Linked DNA regions of Oryzias latipes: region 2 is linked to region 1. Evidence: chromatin contacts called from public Hi-C data. All regions are on one chromosome and are shown on one strand. The core of a region is the stretch at or near the end of the contact, and the rest is flanking DNA. Distances in the headings are between cores, read along the strand shown.

The links. Hi-C and Micro-C count contacts between places; a contact is called where the count stands out from the background.
Region 2: a contact with region 1 is called in a Hi-C map of embryo, with 3 times the contacts expected there. The contact joins the promoter of gale here to the enhancer-like site in region 1. A contact is called at or near these places in 2 of 5 Hi-C or Micro-C datasets (both in embryo).

Annotation. Positions count from the first base shown.
Region 1 is chr22:16,623,018-16,629,459 of ASM223467v1, forward strand. The region is part of intron 1 of ralgapa2 (ral GTPase-activating protein subunit alpha-2); the gene reads left to right. Among protein-coding and RNA genes, the nearest start is that of ralgapa2, 4.1 kb to the left of the region's middle. Within about 2 kb of position 4,789, at least 3 of the 8 cell types and tissues checked have an H3K27ac peak or open chromatin away from gene starts, as enhancers often do. A contact at or near this core is called in embryo, where this site is marked.
Region 2 is chr22:16,754,929-16,761,982 of ASM223467v1, forward strand. It overlaps gale (UDP-glucose 4-epimerase), which reads left to right and starts at 1,752. Exons shown (of 11, transcript XM_004082379.3): 1 at 1,752-1,892; 2 at 2,420-2,549; 3 at 2,630-2,745; 4 at 2,954-3,067; 5 at 5,554-5,730; 6 at 5,802-5,915; 7 at 6,010-6,076; 8 at 6,143-6,228; 9 at 6,312-6,389; 10 at 6,517-6,631. The coding sequence starts at 2,429.

The DNA.
Region 1 (6,442 bases), core at 3,539-6,038:
CATTTAGGCTTGTAAGGATGCTATTAAAGGGAAGCTAGCCATCCGGCTGCTAACTAGCCAACCAATAGATATAGCTAACTGATGCTCGGTATTATTTCAGGAAGATGCATACAAATACCCATGTTTAAATTGAATTCCTTAATTGCAAAGTGGCTTTAAAACAGGAATATTTAATCAAGATTCTTTCTTATTGGTTGAAATGAAATGTGGAATTTGCCCTGTCCCTATTACAAATCGTCAACACTTGATGAAATTTTAGCATGCTGTCTTTTGCTTCTTATCGAAAAAGGAAGTGTGTATTTTATGTCCACAATATAATAACTAGCTGTTCTCCTAACCTTGATTTCATGCAGAGCAATCAGTCAATGACAATATTTTGTTATGATCTGCTTAGAAATCCTGCCAGACTGTTTCCATCGAAATAATTACACCTGCCCTGTATTGGTAAAGCTTAAATCTGCACTTTTAAACTTTATTGCTGACAAAACATTAAAAGAGCAGAGATGAACTGTGCAATTTAGAAAGTGTGTGCTAGGTTTGTGTTGTGAAGGGCTGTCGATGATGTATAATAATAATACCAATGCAATGTATTGTTCTTTAAAGACCTCATGAACTGGACTATACTTGAAGACAATACTATGAGACAGTAACATCCTTTCAAAATAAATTAAAATAGGACAATGTTTTCAATATTGAAATAGTAAAGGTATAATTTAATTTATGTATTCTGTTTATTTAGCCTGATAATTCAGAAATATATATGCAAGTGGAGATGAAAGTACTGGTTATTCAATTAAAATAATTAAAAATAGGAGAAAATAATGTTATTTTCTTGGCATTATAGTTGAATAGTCAGCATGAAAATAAAATACTACACACAATTTATATAATTTTGTTCTTTCTACTTCCAAAAAAGTACGAATTCTTCTTGAAGATCTTTAACCTTTAAACTTACTTTTTTCCACATTCTCATTGTCAACATTGATTATCGTCCTTGGCCCACATTTTTTTTTTTATGGACATAAAAATTGTTTATATAAATACATCTGGCTTCTTCAGTGTCACGACTTGTACAAGTGTAAGGTGGAGGTCAGCAAAGTGCTCCTCGTGTGTTTTTCTTCCCCTCATGTGCAGCTGCAGATAAGGCCTGTGTGTTTGTCCAGAAGCTGATAGCAGAGCCAGCATGTTGGTATCCTCCAAACCTCCAGATTTCACAGCGCTGCCTTTTAGCTGAAGAAGGATTTCCTCTTCATCATAGTTATTCCTGTGTGAGCAGGAAACAGTGATGAGAGAGAAGAGGTGGTTTGGAGGACGGGACAGGACCCCCTGTTTTTTTTAACATTTTTGGAGTTGGATTGGCAGATAAATAAAACATATGAAATAAAACAGCATTTTATAATTTCACTTTTTATTTAACGTAATGGCAAAAGTCAGCTCTTAGCAGGTGATTTAGCAATTAAGCTGGAAAATATATTTAAAAATAACATTTTAGCTGTAAGAATTATTAATTTGTAGACTGTGTAGTCAAGTTTGTAGACAAACTAGAGTAGGTGGCTGCTGTGTGTAGCCCTGTTTCAACACTATTCCAACTACAACCCTGTGTTGTATTGGGTACTGAATAAGCTGTCAAAAAGTATGTTGAACTGGTGTGTAGATTAGAGACGTTTAATGATGGAATTGTACTTGGATGGGCAATCGGTGGCTCTGGCTATTTTCAGAGTGACCCTGTATTGGTTTTCTGTTCACTGAGCAGATCTGTGGGATAGTGTGAAAGCTGCTGCATGTTAATTTGCCGGTCATGCCTGGCTGCATTTGGCTAAGGTTGTTAATTACTAGAGCCCAGCAAACCACCTGATCATTTACTGTTTGCACAGAGGGCATTTCCAATGACTCTGTTAAAAAAATAAAGCTTCAGACGAGGATCCCAGGTCAGTACGTGCAGTGGTTTGAATGCCCTCTTACTCTGAAGGGAAAGCTTGTGAAGTCATAGGGCTATATTTTTCTTTTTTACAATCGCTGTTGGCCTAAGGTCAAAGCTCAAACTGCGATGCAGTTGTAGTCATTGGAGATAGTATTGTAGGGAAAGTCTTTGTTATGAAAGACGACAATCTCCATCACTTTTACAAACTACAGAGATAAGGTTATATCCCAAGTGTTTATTGTTCGTTTACTCTTGGCCTCTTCAGTTGGTGTAAACATGCTTGGTGATATCTGCTGCTGAATTGCGTGGGAACAACAGTACAAGTGTTGGAGGTGTTTCTAATGATAACAGTAAAGGGTGCTTGTGGTCTTTAGAGTTTGCGTCCGGTGTTGCTCTCTCTTTGTGAAGGGAAGCTCTTTAGTTACTTTTTTTTTTATAAGGAACAAAGACCATAATGTCACAGATGCTTACCTTTCTTTTACCTTCTTGGTCAGGGTCAACTGAAAGTAGCACTGTAGCACCGAGGGAAACAATTACCATTCTAATACAGGGGCCCTTCAGAAGGTCCTCTATATAGCTGAAGTAAACTCGACTTGTGGTTTTCCCTCTTTTCAAGTCAAAGCTATTAGATGATAAGAGGCTGGTGTGTTCTAAGCCAGAAAAGACCACTGAATAATCAGAGGGCATTACGTTATCACAGCTTCAGATAGTAAGGAAAAAAGAATATATTCTATGTCTTACTCTTTGTCCATCCTTTTTTCTTCTGTTTATGACCTCCAAACCAGTGATATTTTCAGAAGAAGTCTTATTTTATTCTTATTTTTTGCACAAAGAAGTACTATGCTTCACTTATACTGCCATTAGAATCACAAATGAGGCTGTGGAAAACAGAAGCAACTTATACACCGTACGGTTGGTAATACTGATGCTAGATCACCACACCTTATAATGATTGAACGCTTTTAAAGGATTTAAAGGCCTTAAGTGCATTCATACCAGAGTACATTCAGGATTGTTTTCTCTGCTGGGTTTCTGCTTTTTAGTCCAAGGCAGTCTTCTTGTCATGCGTTTTATAGTTTTTGCAGAGTTCAAACGTTACAAATGACAGAATCACGAGGTGTTGAGTTTTTAAATTATTACTGCCTCTGAGCCTGCCAGAAAAACCATAGAAAGAGAAACACTTTAGCCTTACGCCCTGCAGTGCATGTTTGCCTGATTTCATACAACACGGTGGAAAACCAGTTTGTCCAGTTTCACTGTTTTCTTGTCTGGCTGTTGTAGTGACACAGCCCCACCAAGATCTGTGGTTTACCCTGACTACATATTATCAGTGGTTTATATCAAAGCTATATAATATGATATTTTATGTAGTTTATGTAGTTTCAGTTTACCCTGAGTGTCCAGTATACCACTACTTATAAGTAAAGTTCATAATATAGAAATTAAAGCACTTATCTTAGGCCTGTGGAATAATTTATTTCTCTTCAGATTAGGGTTGTGCCGATGGACGATATCATCGTCCATCGTGATGGGTGACTGACATCCCGATGGAGAGACCACCATCGTGATGCCACGCCCCCGCCACGTTGCGCGTCGACACCATAAGCCGCGGTTACATGTACAAAATATCTTGATCGGATCAATGGTCGGATTAGAATCCAACCGTGTAGATGGGCCCAGAAAAATGTTTTCAGAATATAAAAACGTTCACTAAGGTCACAATTTCGGTCGGACTAAATCATTCGCACATGCGCAGTATTCGCACATGCGCAGTTTGAAAACCGGAAGGGGATACAACTTCCGCCGAGCGGCTTTTTTTCCAAACTTTATTGAAGGTAACAATTCGATACAAAACGATAACAGCGCCGAGCGGCTATATATATTGACATGTCAGCTCGGTAATATACGAGATGATCTTCTAAACGTGCTTTTAATGATGTTACGGTTATTATGAAACACCTGTTCGCTCATCATTTGAATTTTAATCCGTGTGGTCAGTGATTTTTCTGAACGAAGCCAGGATTAGCAGTATGCTAACACGGGCTAACAACATTAGCTTTGGGTGGCGCTGCATCCTGTGAATAACATCAGCCTTTATTTAGTCGGGACACGACTGGAAACACAAATCCACGTGATTGCTTGAATGTTTTCTAAGGACTGAGCGACATTTCTGCTTTGATGCTCAAACCTCTGTCTGCTGACGATCCGTGCTGTGCTCAGACACACACTTTTAGACCCGGTTCTGAGTTCGGTAGCTAGTACCCCTAGAGCTGCGGGACGGATCGCAGTCTTAAATCTCTCACACATACCGCTCATGTACCCCCCCCCCCCTTCCCATCAAACACAAAGCTGTAAATCCGCACTCCGGCGGTCCACTCCGCTAAGTGCGGGAGTGGACTACTTCTTTTCTATTTTGTTTGTTACTTTTTCTGTTAAAGTCACTTCCCTCAGTTTATACTGGATCATCGCGGATTAACCATTAGTTGGGAAATAAAATGAAAAAAGCAAAATAACGAATAGCAGTTATATAAGAACGAAAAATGTAAACCCCCCCCGACGATGTCATCGTCCATCCCGATGGTTGACAGCAAACATCGTCAACGGCCAAATTAAGGGACATCGCCCAACCCTACTTCAGATAAAACTCTAATGGAGAGAAAATGGGCATAAGTTGGTCGATGGCTATCTTGTTTATAACATACATTATTTCTTTAGTCAAGAAGATATTCTTGCAATCTCTTGATACAGTTTTACATTTTCAGCTGGCAGAGTTAAAGTTTCTGGCCGCTCAGTGATTGGTCATTGAGATTAGCCAGTGCTCTAAGTGGTCTCAGACTGGGATAAAGTCAGGCTTCAGCCGTCGAGCCATGACTGTTTCATGCTGCGCCCTGTGTGCAGTCCCACTGGCCCCAATCTGTCACACAGTTTGACGGCGACTGCAAATCGAGCGGCAATGATGCAGCCTTTGTCACAGTAAAGTAATAAAATTACTTGTCGCTAAGAAGTGTGTTAAAAGCTTCAAAACAGTGACATGCTTTTTGAAATTCACCTGTTGTGAACACCAAACTGTTACATTAACTATAATGATTCCCTGGAAGTGCTAAACTGTTTTTCAAGAGGGTTTTTCTGCATGTTAATTACAGTTATTTCAACTTCTTCCTTTGTGTGAAGCTTTAATCTGACAATAACTTTTATCTTTGCAGCCTAAGATCATATTGGCACTGCTTGACATAGGAATTTGTTGACATTTTGGGTATTCTGCTTGCTTAGCTTTTGGCTTGCTTAGCTTTTGGGGTCAAATGCCAATGTTCCATTTCAAAAGGTCATTGAATTCAGATACGTTGACTTGCACTTTGAAATGAAAATGACTCGTAGTTTACATTATGGTAGTACAGTTAGTTTGTCATTCACTTCCACAGGAATATATTTACTTTTAGCATTTATATAGACTGCATCTGAATGGAAATTAGGATACCAAGATTGCAAGATCTGTACTTGATGATATGGACCCCCCCAAAAAACAGCAATACTGGACATTTGATGCTAGCTCTATGAAATTATTGGAACTATAAATTGAAACATTCAGAAAATCCCAACTGAAAATTCATATCCTCTTTATCAACTATGCATAATAATGATTGGTACAATTAACAGTTAAACAAGTATTACAATTTTTGATTTTATGTGATTTCCACTAACACAGACATGCTAGAAGTGTATAGACACCTCTAATTTTCAAATTTCTTATTTGAAAACACAAAGCAAACAATTGAAATGTAATTGATTGGTAGGACTTTTTGTTTGTAGACATTCTCTTTGCAGTTTTTGATTAAGAAAGTCTTTCTTTTGGCATTGAACTGATGAGCTTTGTCGGTATTTTTCAAAGGGGTTTGTTTTCTGCAATTCTCTTCAAACAGCACAGTTTTCTGTCCGAGGGCCCAGGTCATCCAGGACAAGAATCTGTTGATTCTTTTTCTTGGCTTTTGAATTGTATTAAAAATTCTATTAAGAAGAATTTCAAGATTTCTGGCATTTTTTCGCTGTTCAAGACCAACCCCAAATTGCCCAACGATGACCTCTTTAAAAATCTGACAGTTCTGGCTTTTTTTTGAGTGGGATGTTAGTATTCTTCGCAAATGTGTTATATAATTTCACTCGAATGAAAAGAATAATTACTTTGTAATCTAAATTAAATATTAATAAAAACTTAATTTTTAGAAAAATTTCCAATCAGGTTTAAAGTCTTTATAGTACAGAGATGGCACTGGTCACGGTTATAAATGCCTTCAAGAATAATGCAGGCTAGAAAAAACTCTGTCCTGGTTTACTTGATCTCATTGCAGCCTTTGACACAGTTGCTCCCTCCATTCTTTTAACCAGACTGCATGAATTTCTGACACAATTTTACAGTTTTATGTACTGATGATTGGTTGCATGGTGGTTTAGTGGTTAGCACTCACACTTCACAGTGACAAGCAGCCCATGGAAGCCCTCCTCAATTATGTACGTAAGTTAATGGCC
Region 2 (7,054 bases), core at 502-3,001, 130 kb after region 1:
CCACCCCATCACTCTCCTTCTTGGTCAAATAGCCCTTCCACAGCCTGGAGGTGTGGTTGGGGTCATTGTCCTGTTGAAAAATAAATGATGGTCCAACTAAACGCAAACCGGATGGAATAGCATGCCGCTGCCGATGCTGTGGTAGCCATGCTGGTTCAGTATGCCTTCAATTTGGAATAAATCCCCAACAATGTCACCAGCAAAGCACCCCCACACCATCACACCTCCTGCCCCATGCTTCACGGTGGGAACCAGGCATGTAGAGTCCATCCGCTCACTTTTTCTGCGTCGTACAAAGACACAGTGATTCTGCTTGTTGTCTTTCTTTAGCAGTGATTTCCTAGCAGATATTCTACCAAGAAGGCCTGATTCACACAGTCTCCTTTTGACAGTTGTTGTAGAGATGTGTCTGCTGCTAGAACATTCAAGAGAATATGTGCAAAGCAGTAATGAAAGCAAAAGGTGGCTACTACGAAGAATCTACAATATGACATATTTTCAGTTGTTTCACACCTTTTTGCTATGTATATAATTCCACATGTGTTAATTCACAGTTTTGATGCCTTTAGTGTGAACGTACAATTTTCATAGTCATGAAAATAAAGAAAACTCTTTGAATGAGAAGGTGTGTCCAAACATTTGGTCTGCACTGTATTACTTTATTCAAATCGTGGTGAATCAGGAGCAGACAAGATTGTAGTTGTTACGTACAAACTACAATCGCTGGGCCACAAAACTCCAGGTTGCAGCTGGAATTTGAACCAGGACCTTTTCTTTGTAAGACAAGAGTGCTAACCACCACCCCACCATTCAGTCTTTGAACCTAAATAACTTTAGAATTTACATCACAATTGTCAAATGAAAGTCTGAGGTACAATTTTTATGCCAAACTACTTTTACAGCATTCTTGGTTTGTTTTAAACATAAAAATAAAATTCTTTTAGTGAATGTCCATTGGAAAAAAAGCTCAAAGACCCTTCCTTATGTGTTTTCATTAATAGCTCTTTTTGTGAAAGCTTTATAATTAAATACTCTAAATATATACATTATTTTTTGCATTCAATTTGTCACAAGGATTAAATGTTTCTTATAATATTTCATAACATTTCATAGCCTTATTATTTCATAATAAGGCTTTAATTAAAGGGTGTAGTGTCTGACTGGGTTTGCCTCCTGCGTCACTGTGTGGCACAATTTGATTCACCTTTTAAATAAGAACTAAAAGATTGTGAGACACCACAAACATAAAACATTATATTTATTTATGCATATATTTATGAATTAACAAAGACAAATGGGAGCTTCTGTTCTGAATCCTCAACTCTCACTGCAATGTGCACAAGCTCTCTGCTTTGATGACGTGGCACTTTTTCAATGACATTTGACATGGAACACAGGGCAGGATATTCACAACAAACACTTCCTTGTGTGAGTCGGTAAAGGCGGGGTTTAATTATACTACGGTTTGCGTCAACGTTTGTGACGCACTCACGTTGCGAGCAAATTAAAGTTCAAATTAAACAGTACAATTAAAATCCGGTTAGTTCTTCAAAAATAAAACGGTCCGTTTTCCCTATTAGTCCACAAAACGATTACAATTTGATTTTAACTGCATGTATCTAAGATTGGATATACCTAACATATAGTTTTAGCTAATTCGTGAGAATATAAATATTTAATTTTACATTGAAGTGAATCTTGCTTTTATTTTGAAGGTTTACGCACGGGAACGTCGCGCACTGATTCACACCTCTTAACTCTTCTCCACGTTACACGGAAGTGAAATATGTTTATACCGAAGTCTACTCTGAATGAACTACACAAACCCCCAACTCTGCTGCTGCTGAACACATTCATCAAAATACTCTAAAGAAAACAAATAGGAGGAAAAAGTAAGTATTTTTTCAGTCTGTTTTATACTGTAAGAAGTGGGACTATTTTACGTTCGTAAAAGCCTAACTCCTAGTTCTTGTCGTGTGTACTGGGGTTTTGCTTAACTGAAACTGACAGAGTTGCAGAAAAAGTTCCGTAAAAATAAGATTTTTGTAACAAAAATCTGTGACGTTATTTTTTGTAGTTATTTATGAAAAACACGAGTTAATTTAAGGTTTTAAAATCGTGTTTTTCTGACTTTGGATACCCAGGAAAACAGTCTTTTTTATGATAAATTAAGAATATAAACACAAAAATGTAATTGACAAATTAAATTAAAAATGTTTGTAGCGTTTTATTTAAACAAAATATAATTGTTGATGTGGTCAGACAGGCTTGAACCTGTTGCCATGAGAATAAAACAGGTGAGTCAGGAGCTTACAAAGCTTAAAGAAGAATGAGGTTCCGACAGGGGCGGAGTCACACACCTGGGAGAACAAATATCAGCTATTTATGGATTCTTTTTCATAATGCATCCTTTTGACAGGCCCCAAAAATGGGAGAGAAGATTCTTGTCACTGGGGGAGCAGGATACATCGGGAGTCACTGTGTGCTGGAGCTTATCGAAGCAGGATACCACCCAGTTGTTGTTGATAATTTCAGTAATGCAGTACAAGGTGGGTTTCTTTTCTGTCCTCATGTAAGCATCGTTGGGACTCAGACACACTAATGTTGTGTTTTCATCCTGCTGGTGAAGGAGAGGGGACCGTGGCAGAGAGCATACGGAGGATAGAGAAGCTGCTGAACACCACCATTGAGTTTCATCAGCTGGATCTCCTGGACCGGCCCGGCCTGGAAAGCCTTTTCAAAAAAGTAAAATTATTTTTACACAACATCAGTATTATTTAAATGCTTACTTAAAATCCTCTCTAGATATTATTTCCTTAAAAGAAGGACCCCTCCTAGCAAATAAAAATTCACAGAGTTGGTTTTATTTTGTAGTTTTTCATGAAAATTAAACATCCATGGTGTATGTGACGTTTACTTTTTACTCATCTGTAACCTCATGCCTGTGCTGCAGCATACTTTCGCCGCTGTGATGCATTTTGCCGGCCTGAAGGCTGTTGGGGAGTCAGTGGAGCAGCCGTTACGCTACTACAAAGTCAACCTCACTGCTGCCATGAACTTGATAGAGGTCAGTTTCCACCTGAGCTTTTGTCATGCATTCAGATAGGAGTGTTCTGTAGTTTTTAAACTGCTTTCTAAGTCACTCTTTGCACCAAACCACTCCTTTATTGCTGACTCAACATTTGGAATGAGTCTGTTTGTATATGTACAGTAAGTGCACTTCTGTTTGCTTAAATTAGTCTTTTCATTTTTAAGGCAACCAGATTATTTTAGGTTGCCATAAAATAATCTTGCATTTTTATTTGGGTTTGGTTTCTCACTGCACTTTGGATAAAGGAGCATCAACCTAGTGTCACATTAGTTATACCAGCTGAGACATTATTGCCTGAAACAAACTTTGACCAAAAGGGAAAAAAATGAGCAGAGAAGAAAAGTCCATCTGCTTTATGTTGCTACTCGTCCGTTAGTGAAATAGCTGTGAGCTCCCATGTTTTCTCAAAACAGCACTTTTTTAAAAATAACATCTATTGGTTTGTGCTGCTTCTAATTGCACATTTACGGGTTTTTTTTGTGTGTGTTCATAGTAGGGGTGGGCTGATAAAATCAAGTAATCAATCGAGGCTTGGTAAATGTTATCGATCCATAAAAGTAGGGATCGATCTTTTATGCCTTTTCTTTTCCGGTGACCCAACGCAAAACAGCAGTAAAGCCAAAGTCCCTTAGCTTGATTCTAACGGATAATGCACATGTGTCAAACTCAAGGCCCGGGGGCCAAATGTAGCCCTCCATGTCATTTTATGTGGCCCGCAAGAGCATAAATTTTAATTTCCTAAAATAAAAATTTGGTGTGTATTTATTCATCTTTCTTGACGCATCATGTGACTTTAACCCTTGTATTATCCTCAGATATTACTAACACAATTTACCCTTGGGGTCAATCTGACCCCAGGGATATTTGCCTCCAGAAAATGATTTACATAAATTGTTAAGCAGCTGCTCTGACTGCCAAGTTAGTAGCCCAAAGCTAAAATCTAAGGAAAAAACAAACAATAACACCTATTTGGAAAGTTTTTTTGGGGGGGAAAAAAAAGAGCCAGTGAGGAATGTGAATGAGGGTCTTCGATTTTAAAGAAATATAAAGCTGCTGTTTATCGGCTAAACCAGGAAATTTCTAGTTGTTAGCATCCACTTTGACGTCTTCCTCACAAAGTCTAAGTTTAAACCAGCTGCAGACATTTTACAGTGAGTAAAGATTTGATCAAATAAAGTTCCTACAGGAAGCTAAGAAATGTCAGCACAGAAAATGTTCCTATTAAAAATAAATACACAACGAATCAGGATTTATGTAAAAACAAAATATCAAAAATCTTTTTGCCCTGAAAGATGATCTGAGTCGTATTTAGTTCTCAGTGTTATGAGATACTATGAAAAAAAATGTTGCTTTTATTGAACTTTTACAAATCAGAAACAACTTTTACAAATCAATAATTTTCCTTCATTGAATCCTCGTCATCTGCACACAAAAAATTTATTTTCAGATTTTTTTAAACTAAATTTCTTGTAGTAGAATTTAAACATTGAAAAATTGGGTTTTCAGCAACCGGAAGCTAAAAAATTTGAAACTGCAACTTGGGCCCCGTTCAGACCAGTCCAAGAAAATATCGTCTGACATTAAACTGGTCTACGGCTTGAAAAAAGTTGGAGACCACTGCTCTAAAGGACAATTTTTTGCTCAATTATGGAATAAAGTGTAAAGCGTGAGCTCCACCTAGTGGCCAAACTGAAACGACCTCCAGGAGAGGCAGAAAATAATGATCTGTGCAGTTTTGTTGGAGCTTCTCCTTTTTACAATTTTACAATATGTGAACTGTATCAGATTCATATGAACATCTTCAAAACATATATAGATTATTTTTGGTGTAATTCAAAATCATATCGAGTGGAACATGAATCAAATCCATCCCGGCTCTGGTGAATCAAATTGAATCGATTCTGGGAATCATCGGTGATACCCAGCGCTAGTACGTACCAGAGTTGGTTTGGATGAGTCGTCACCTTTTGTTTTGGAAGTTATTAAAGCCTATCTGCGCTTTGGTGCAGACCAAGCATGCAAACCACGGTGAGTTTGAAAACGTGGGTCATAATCGTGAACTCTGGTGCAGTTCACAACAGCGCTAACTTAAGTGGGCGACCATCAGACCAAAGAAGCAAAGTAATGCGAAAAAGTGCCAAAAGATTGGTGTGTGAATTTAAAAAAGTAGCCTGCAGTTCAAATTTTTTAAAACACATTGGAAAATGTCTCAGGAAATGACAAAAACAAACTTTTTTTCACTTACCAATCCTCATTTTGGCCAATACTGCCACCAAAGGAGCAGTTATGGTAAAGAGAGGTAGTTTGTAATCATGAGTGCAGTGTTAAAGGAGACCAAACCAAACTAAAGTCTACATTTTTGGACTAATTCCAAGTCCATTGGACTTTTCTGGTCTGAAAATGCTTATTATCGTCCTGCTGACTGTATGTTCCATGTTTCTGTACATCTCCACGTGTCTCAGGTCATGCAGGCTAACAACGTGCGCAACTTGGTCTTCAGCAGCTCAGCCACAGTATACGGAGACCCCAAGCACCTCCCCATAGATGAGCAGCACCCCGCCGGAGGCTGCACCAACCCTTACGGCAAAACCAAGTTCTTCATCGAGGAAATTATAAAGGATCAATGCAAAGCAGAGAAGGTGCTAACCACAGATTCAAAGATGCACAACCTTTTCTCCTTACGTGCTCATCATTAAATCCATGTGAGTAGGACTGGAATGCTGTGCTGCTCCGTTATTTCAACCCCATCGGAGCTCATTCCTCTGGTCTGATTGGAGAGGATCCTCAGGGTATCCCCAACAACCTGCTGCCATATGTTGCCCAGGTACCAGCAATCACTACCAAACACACAACAACATCCAGACAACTACACAACGCATAAAGCAGTCATTTGTTAAATGCGTTTTCTGTGTTGTTAGGTTGCTGTTGGGAGGAGACAGTGCCTGAGCGTGTTCGGAAATGACTATGACACGGTCGATGGCACAGGTACTGTGGAAGCCTTTCATTCAGCTGTCTTTTATTTTGAAGGATGCTAACACTTTTTGTTTTCAGGAGTGAGAGATTACATCCATGTAGTTGATCTGTCAAAGGGTCACATAGCAGCTTTAAAGAAGTTGAAGGAAAACTGCGGGTGCAAGGTGCTTAAAAAGATACTTTCCAACCATTTTTGAAAAAAAGAAATGACACTGATGCTCTGGAATATTTGCATTGCTCTGTTTAGGTTTACAATTTGGGAACTGGAAAAGGCTACTCTGTTCTTCAGGTAGTTAAAGGGATGGAGAAGGCATCTGGCAAAGAGGTGAGTTACACAAAAGTTGTTTTGCTTCAATACTTCACCGTATTAAATCTACTTTGTAAAATAATTTTATGGGCTTTAAAGATTTCTATGGCTGAGTCATGTTGCAAACACTGTTTCTTCTGTAAAGATCCCATACAAGATCGCCCCCCGTAGAGGAGGAGACGTAGCATCCTGCTATGCTGACCCTAAGCTAGCTGAGGAGGAGCTGGGATGGAAGGCTGAATTTGACATGGAGAGGATGTGTAAGCTCCACTTATTGACTCTAAATTAAAACTGGACGGAGTGTGACGTCACTCATAGAAAGTGACTTACTTCTGGCTCCAGTGAAAAAAGGTTGATTCAATTTTTCGTGACACGGACACTGGCACGTTGGAGCCAGATAACATCAGTAAGCAGTGATGGTCCGAGTCGATCTGAGTGATCATTTCTATGGCAAACCATTCTGGCCAATCAGGAGAAAGCTTGTTGAGAGGCCACACCCCTACCACTTGAAAGTGGGCTCGGGAGAATCTGTCAATCAAACGTTCAATCTGAGACCTCTGAGTCATCTGATTGCCCAGTTTAAAACTTAAATAACTACAGAAAAAATAGGATTAGCAAGAACATGTTAAAAAAAGGTTTTAGGGCAAAAATGGTTATTCTGCCAGATATAATGACTGAGTAAT